2 separate regions of the Zea mays genome follow, and region 2 is linked to region 1. The links are chromatin contacts, called in public Hi-C maps. All regions are on one chromosome and are shown on one strand. Each heading gives the region's core, a stretch centred on a gene start, on an enhancer-like site or on the middle of the called end of the contact. The rest is flanking DNA. Distances are from core to core; before and after follow the strand shown.

The links. A called contact is a pair of places that touch in the nucleus more often than the background predicts.
Region 2: a Hi-C map of leaf shows a contact between it and region 1, with 2.6 times the contacts expected there. The contact joins the promoter of LOC100280761 here to the enhancer-like site in region 1. A contact is called at or near these places in 9 of 25 Hi-C or Micro-C datasets (bundle sheath, ear, leaf and 2 more).

The regions. Positions count from the first base shown.
Region 1 is chr10:89,770,211-89,774,289 of Zm-B73-REFERENCE-NAM-5.0, forward strand. It overlaps the pseudogene LOC103642609. Among protein-coding and RNA genes, the nearest start is that of LOC100193483, 150 kb to the left of the region's middle. Within about 2 kb of position 1,376, at least 3 of the 20 cell types and tissues checked have an H3K27ac peak or open chromatin away from gene starts, as enhancers often do. A contact at or near this core is called in bundle sheath and leaf, where this site is marked.
Region 2 is chr10:90,009,485-90,013,503 of Zm-B73-REFERENCE-NAM-5.0, forward strand. LOC100280761 (RNA-binding protein 8A) reads left to right here and starts at 2,505. Exons shown (of 4, transcript NM_001153682.2): 1 at 2,505-2,855. The coding sequence starts at 2,591.

The sequences.
Region 1 (4,079 bases), core at 126-2,625:
TTTGTTCAGGCCGAATTCATTTCACATTGAATTTTAAGTGAAACCAACTACACAATTGGAAATAAGTACAAGGCTCTGTAAAAGCAGAAAATATTTTTATTGTTTGATATGATACTCTAAAGACAAGAGCAAGTATGTATTTCAGTAATCATGTTAAGCGTTAGATCAAGTGTAATATTTGTTTCACCGGTTCAATATCTGGTATATGAATAATATGTTCACTTTGACATTAAATTCATTTATTATGTGTATTTTTATGTGGAAGGTCCATTAAGACTCTCAAGTGTCGCTTGGTCACCCAATTAATATCATCAAATATGGTTGGATACCGTCACAATGCACGGGTATTATACTAGTATTATTTATTCCTCTCTTATGATCTTATAATATCAATACAACATTGGGTTTGCAGGGCCTCTCAAAGTAAAACAGAAGCCCATTAGGACTCCAAATATAATCCAGTATCTTATTAAGTGGAGAGTGGTCTGCTGTTATTATTAACAGCTGGATATTTTTTTCTCAAAATTGTTCCCAACCTTTTTATTTGTTATTATTATTATTGTAACATCAGCAAGGTGAAGGAGCTCGATCTACTCTAGTTGGAGATTGGTCTATCGTACGTATAATCCTCTTTATGACTAGTTTGGGAACTCCATTTTTCCAATGGATGTCTATTTTCCTAAGGGAAAATTAACTAATTTTCCTTGGGAAAATGAGGTTTCCAAACTAGCCATTAGATTTTGGTATTTGGCAGGTTTATCGGTCGACAAAGTAGTTGATTGGCTCTTCCTTTAATTTGGTATGGTCGATATCATATTATTCGACAAACGGAGGTCTCTAGGTGGCAGAGGCTTCATTATTTATGCCTTTATTTTCACGTTTACGCCTTTCTCTATGTCTGCATATGAGTGAATGTGTTCAAGTGTATATGTGTAGATTGCCTACTTTCTCTTAACAACTTAAGTTTTTAGATTGAACCGATTAGTGCGCCATTTTATGGTTTGCACCGAGCTCAAAAACCAAGAATGTGACGTGGGCAGGGTTGAACCCTGTACACACTCAGCTCAAATCAAGCAGTACCACTACAACGCATGGCTATCTGTATTATATGAAGCTAATCTGATTGGGAAAATTAAATGTGAGGCACTCTTTTGAATGTTCTTAAAAGAAATCTGATTGGGAAAAGCTTCAACATATACAATCAGACTCATAGTGAGTTTCTACCTGAAAAAAATCATTGAAAAATTACTTGAAACCCGTTTAAAATAAAAAGAAAGACATGCAGACAAATTGAAATGTCACGTTGCATTTGACATGGACGCGGCAGAACATTTTTGGGCCAATTGCATTTTGGGGACCGGACTCATTTTGGATCACACATTATGGGAACGGGCCGGGCCGTACATCGTTTTGGATTACATCGTGGGACAAAATGAAGCACAGGAAATTCTGTACGGAAAAGGGGGAGGGGCTGTGAAACACAACCATGACTCAAAGTACAAGGTATCTCTACTACTCTATAAGGACGCAGTGTGGGCGTCCATAGTAGCGTCACCATGCCCCCGCCCCGCGAGTCGTCCCTGTCCCACCGCCTCGCGTCCTGCTGTCGCGCTGATGCCTCCCCACCGAAATCTATACGCCTTGCGTCTCGCTATATGCGCCCCCGCCCCGACGGCCCCCTCTGCGCCATCCTCGCCTGCAAGCCCTCGCGATTCCAGCATTGTCGTCGCGATGCCCGCGCACGCGCACCCCCTCCCCTCGGCGCCCCTCGCTTCCCCCAGCCATGCAATGCTCGCCTCAGCCTTCGCCTTGACAGAGGACGCACGACCGTTGTGCCCGCCCTGCTCGCGATGACCCATCCTCCCCCCGATTATCGTCGTCGCACCCACCTCCGCTCGCGATGCCCCCTGCCACCCGCCGCACCCACCTCCGCTACTCTATAAGGACGCAGTGTGGGCGTCCACAGTAGCGTCACCATGCCCCCGCCCCACGAGTCGTCCCTGTCCCACCGCCTCGCGTCCCGCTATTGCGCTGATGCCTCCCCACCAAAATCTATACGCCTTGCGTCCCGCTATATGCGCCCCCGCCCCGACGGCCCCCTCCGCGCCATCCTCGCCTGTAAGCCCTCGCGATTCCAGCGCCGTTGTCGCAATGCCCACGCACCCCCTCCCCTCAGCGCCCCTCGCTTCCACCCGCCCCAACGCCCCCACCCCTGTCTTCCCCCAGCCGCGCAATGCTCGCCTTAGCCTTCGCCTTGACAGAGGACGCACGGCCGCCCTGCTAGCGGTGACCCCTTCCCTCCCCCTGATAGTCGTCGCCGCACCCACCTCCGCTCGCGATGCCCCCTGCCACCCGCCACACCCACCTCCGCTACTCTATAAGGACACAGTGTGGGAGTCCAGAGTAGCGTCACCATGCCCTCGCGCGCCCCACGAGTTGTCCCTGTCCCACCGCCTCGTGTCCTGCTATCGCGCTGATGCCTCCCCACCAATATCTATACGCCTCGCTTCCCGCTATATGCGCCCCCGCCCCGACGGCCCCCTCCGCGCCATCCTCGCCTGCAAGCCCTCGCGATTCCAGCGTCGTCGTCGCGATGCCCGCACACGTGCACCCCCTCCCCTCGGTGTCCCTCGCTTCCACCCACCCCGACGCCCCCGCCCCCGTCTTCCCCAGCCATGCAATGCTCGCCTCAGCCTTCGCCTCGATAGAGGACACACGGCCGCTGCGCCCGCCCTGCTCGCGGTGACCCCCCTCCCTTCCCCCGATAGTTGTCGCCACACCCACCTCCGCTCGCGATGCCCCTGCCACCCATCAACACACACCTCTTCCCCTACCTCGCTCGCCCGAGATCTACCGCGACAACCGCAGTAGGACGGACACTGGGGCTTTGAAGTAGTTGGTGGCCGCGACTGCGAGGCCGAGACGAGATAGATTGAGAGAGGTGGGCAGATGGCGACACTGTCGTCGTCGCTTTGCTCCAGCTTCGCCTCCCTGCAGAGCGCCTTCATCGGCCACCCTCGCATCATCACGTCATCTACGCCCCGGTTAGTTTCCCCTTCCCTGCTTCCTATTTGGCCGTGTCTGAGTAGCGACACCCTCACGTGAGGTACGAAGGTAGTAGCACCGAGCGGGCGGGTGGCTACCTCTTCCATTTAGTCACATACTAGCATCTCGCTCGTCGTCAGTCGTAGTTCCTAGCGATCTCTTGTCTCATTGCTGGCCCCCGACGGCTCCGTGTGGCTGCTACTACGAATTCCATTCTTAAATTTTTGTCCACCTGATGGCAGCCTCCAAGTGGCCCAGAGTCTCTCAAACTACGCAGCTGTAGACAACTTATATAGTTGCAACAGTTTTAGTCTTTTGCTGCTGCAAACATGAAATCCAATTCTCTGTTGAACCTGTATTGTGAGTTTATGCGCTATGGCCCAACAACGAATTCGTATTGATTTTTTCTTTGAAGAGGTAGATTAGGGATCTCAATCATTCCAAATGTGTTATTTTCCATCATTTTTGTCTCTGTTGAATCTGTGTTGCTGCTTGTCATTTCTCTATTAAGATAAAATCTGAGGAAAAAAACTTTATATCGATCAACAAGTCTAAAGCTTGCAGTAGAGTGGGCTTATTTGAAATGATTTTGATTATCAATTTTGTGGCACCTGATAAAAGGAACTCAAGTGACATTCAGAGATGAGAGATTGCCTGGATTTCTAGCAAGGTTCATGCAACGTCGGGAGGTGGAAAATTATTTTTTGTCAACCTCAAAGTATGCTTCTTATTACCAACTAGGACTGCATCCCAGTTAGGTCCGGACTATGTAAACAAAGTCCAATACCCTGTCAGCACAGCTCACCCTGCTCCAGGTATATGGGGTTATATTTTGTTTTAAAATCATTCAAGTTCGACAAAAAAATGTGAAGGATTACAACAAGTCAGCTTCATATTTCTTATAGGCTTTTGGTTGTGTGCTTTTGCATAGTAACATGTTGATTTCTACCTGGGGGCTTGGTTCATGTTTGCTGCTTTGAGTAGGAGTGTCAATGGGCTCTAAATTCTATACTATGAAATTTAAGGATTGAATC
Region 2 (4,019 bases), core at 1,255-3,754, 240 kb after region 1:
ATCAAACAGTACAAGTTTTATTTACTTCCCAATCATGAATATGAGAATGAGACAAAAGTACATTATTTTTAAGTGTATATGATGTAAGTGTTAAACGTAAGTGAAATGAGAATAAATAATTATCGAAATGACACTATCATTTAGGTCATATCTCAAGGGGAACATTTGAACGATTAATTAAAGAAGAAGTTCTCGATCCATTAGACTTATCCTATTCTAACCAATGCATATAATGTATTAAAGAAAAGTATGTGAAATAAATTAAGGAAGACGCAAAGCAAAGCACGAGAGCTATAGAAATAATTCATACATACATTTATGGTCCTTTTTATATAAAGACAGTGGATGATTTTGATTCATTCATTATATTTACTCATGATTTCTTGTGATATGGGTATGTTTATCTAATTAAGGAATGGTCAGAAACATTAGACAAGTTTAATTTTTTCAAATCTAAAGTTGAGAATTACATGACTTAAATATCAAGATAGTGAGATGGAATCAGGGTGGTAAGTACTAAGGAAAGCATACCTATTATGGCCAAGTTTATTGACCATTTGCAAGGTTCCTACTAGAAGTGATATATTTGACCAATATTCCATATCGTGTGACTCTTAGCAAAATGGAGTGGCTGAAAGGTACATTTGCGCTTTGATGGATATGGTAATAAGCATGATAAGTTACTTCATTTTGTCGATGGAGGTACTAAATACCGTTGCTCATATCCTTTGTATATTTCCCATTAAGTCAATCCCTAAAATATCATATGAGTTATGGGCTAGGAGAAAGTCCTTACTAACTCATTTGCTCGTGTGGAGCAGCATAGCAGAAGCTAAGATATTTAACCTAAATATCATAAACTTAGACCCTAAGATAATAAGTTGTTATTCATTGGCTATCCTAAAAGATCAAAGAGATATTATTTCTACTGTACTCATAAGCATACCAAATTTGTAAAACGAGACATGTTGTATCTTCATAGGATGATATAATTAGGAAGAGTCTGGTACTCCGACATATTGGCCTTGATGAGAAGCAAGTTTGTGCCTCAACTTCTATGGTTTTTACCACTTCTTCGTGGTACATATTATAGTCGCAGTACATGTTGCGGAACCTGATTGTGGTATTTTAGATACAAATGTTAGTGCCCCTGAGTATCTAATTATGACGTTCCAGATTATTGTATATGTAAATGAGGAGACGAAATAACTTCATATAGAAAATAGTAAACATGTTGGAGAATATTTTAGAAACATATTTTAATCTTTAAGGAACACAAAATCAATTGCCTCGTAGCATTTTGGATACCGTTGAAGATGCCACTAGCTGATAGGCAAAAGCAATTGGTCGATGTGGTGTCTTACCTGTTCTAGGGTTTGGTTGGTTCAATTGTAGATTTCTAAAAATCCAATTCTATCTATGAGATGTGAGAAAGCTGCTATGAGCTAACGATTGTGAGAAAACTAAAATATGTTTGGTTGAAACACTCTCAATTGTAGATAATATCGATGACATGAATCTAAAAATTTTGGGGTTGAAAGTGATTCTACATTGAACTAGAAGAATATATAGATTTTAAAAAATCTATTATATTATTGTACCTATTTAATTAAGATTCTAGACTTTTTTGACTGCCAATTTGGTTCAGGAATTTGAACCAAACACACCTCGAGTACTCACATGAAAACTGAGATGCCTATCAGATCAGAGTAGAGATGTCAATGGAGACCCGATACCCGCCAACCCGTAGGGAATTCCCCTATTAGGGTACGGGTATGGGACGAAAATTGTCCCATGGGTATGGATATGAGACAAAATCTCCATCCATTGGGTAAACGGGTATGGGTTTGGGAAGCAATAATCCGAACCTGATTACCCATAAGTATTTCATACGTGTACACCTGTCGTGTTTGTATGAATGAGTTGAGGCCGAGCCGACCACTAAGCCCAGCACGACAGCGCACCAGGCCCCAGGTGCTAGCCCAACAAGGCAACTAGCAGACTAGTAAAAAACAAAACTCTAAAATAACCAGTCATATGCTACACCTTGCCCAAACGACGGTGACAACCATGGATTCTCAGGTGCCAACAACTCAGATGGTGACCAAGGAAGGTGAGAAAACTCCATTTCTCCATTTCTTTTATCGGTCCCGACGTACTTATGTCTTTTCTGATGGATGAATGAATGGATCATGATTCATAGATGCGTGCTTGTCGATGTAGTGATGTCTGAAATCTAGATTGTTTGTGCTATATGTTAGTACCTAGTTATCACTTAATTGGGGATGGAGACCCATTGGGGACCCGAAACCCGAATGTGAATGAGTATGTGATGAGTTTTGTACTCATGATGAGTATGAGAATGAGTATGTGAATGGATCAAACATGATCGGGATGAGTATGAGATGCTATAACTCGGTGGGGAATTTTCCCATTGACATCTCTAGATCAGAGGCGTCTTACAAATGCTAATAATAATATCTCAGGGGTTACCTTGAAAAGTCGCCTAGCAATTCCCGAAATCCCCAAAAGTCGCCCTTCCCCCAACCCTATCCAACCGAATCCAGCGGCGGCGGCGGCGGCGGCGGCTATGGCGGCGGTTATGAACGCCGATGTGGAGGTGGTCGACTTCGACCTAGACGACGACGACCTCATGGACGAGGATGCCGGGCCGGATCCAGCGCCGGCCCCCACCTCGCGTCTCCGCTCCACCATCGCGGGCGACGACGCGCCGCGTAGGACCAAGGGCCGCGGCTTCCGCGAGGACCCCAACTCCTCTGCGCCCCGCGATTCGCGCTTTGGCGCGGGGGGACGCGCCGACCTCGACTCGCTCGGCGGCCCGGGACCCATCCAATGTACGCCTTCTCCTCTCTTTCTTTATTTTCTTTTTTTTTTCCTCAAAGGTTTGCTTGAACTGCTAGCGTTTTTTTGGTAACGTATTACTGAGGCAAGTAGGACTGTTTGATTCTCAAATTTGTTATGGGTGCCTAACTGCCTGTGTAGTCAGTATTTGTGTCGCTTCGATGTATTGCTTTCTCTGTCTGATGAGCGGATATGGGGTGTTCGAATAACCTTAATATTTCTCATTGATCGGTTAATTCCATGGCCGACTTAGCAAAACTTGTTCCGATGTGGAAAAGATCGATTTTTTCGCAAGTAATGTGATGTGGGGCTTTGGGTGATCTAGTTGCTGCAGTGAATTGTTCTATGGGTTTTGTCTAGGGAACTTAATCTCAGGTTACACCTTACCCCGATATTAATAGTGATAGTGATGGGTCGAGGGTATAATAATAAATTCAAGTGTTCTACTTTTTTTTTTGTAGCTATACCAAGAGAGTTATTTTCAACCTGACTACTGTTATATGACATTGTTTATTTCTGTAGTTCTAAAGTTTTGGTTCATGTGAGGTCGCAATTGAGCTTCTTTGTTGTTTCCCTTGCATCAGTTGGAACTTTATACAATTATTCAATCACAGCTCCTAAAATCTTCCCTCTAATTCCTCTTTCTTAACTAGCCCAGCCTTATCTATGGCTTGGGCTGGACGGACACTTGGAATGGTGCTGTTATTAGTGGCATTTGGAGTGCTTGGCAAAGAGGTGGTCTCACACTTGCTGCAACATGGTACGGACATTTAAATGTTCAGTCCACGAAGGGCTGAATATTACTATATCATAAAAACACAAGGATAAAGCGCTGGATGAAAGGCTTCAAGACATCATTCATCAATGCCTGGACCTTGGAATGTGGCTAGAGCGTTGGTCAGCGGGAAACTTGTTGTGGCCCAGGTGGGTACGAAACGTCGTCTTGGTGATGTCACCAAAGATGGTACTCACTGTGCAGGTCAATCTTGGTGAAGAAACGAGCGCCCTTCAGCTCATCCAAGAGCTCATCAACCACCAATATCAAAAACCTATCCTTGTCGGTGTTATTATTGAGGGCACGGTAGTCAACAGAGAAGTGCTAGCTGTTGTCGTGCTTGCAGACAAGGAGCATCGGGGAGGAAAATGGCAAGTTGACT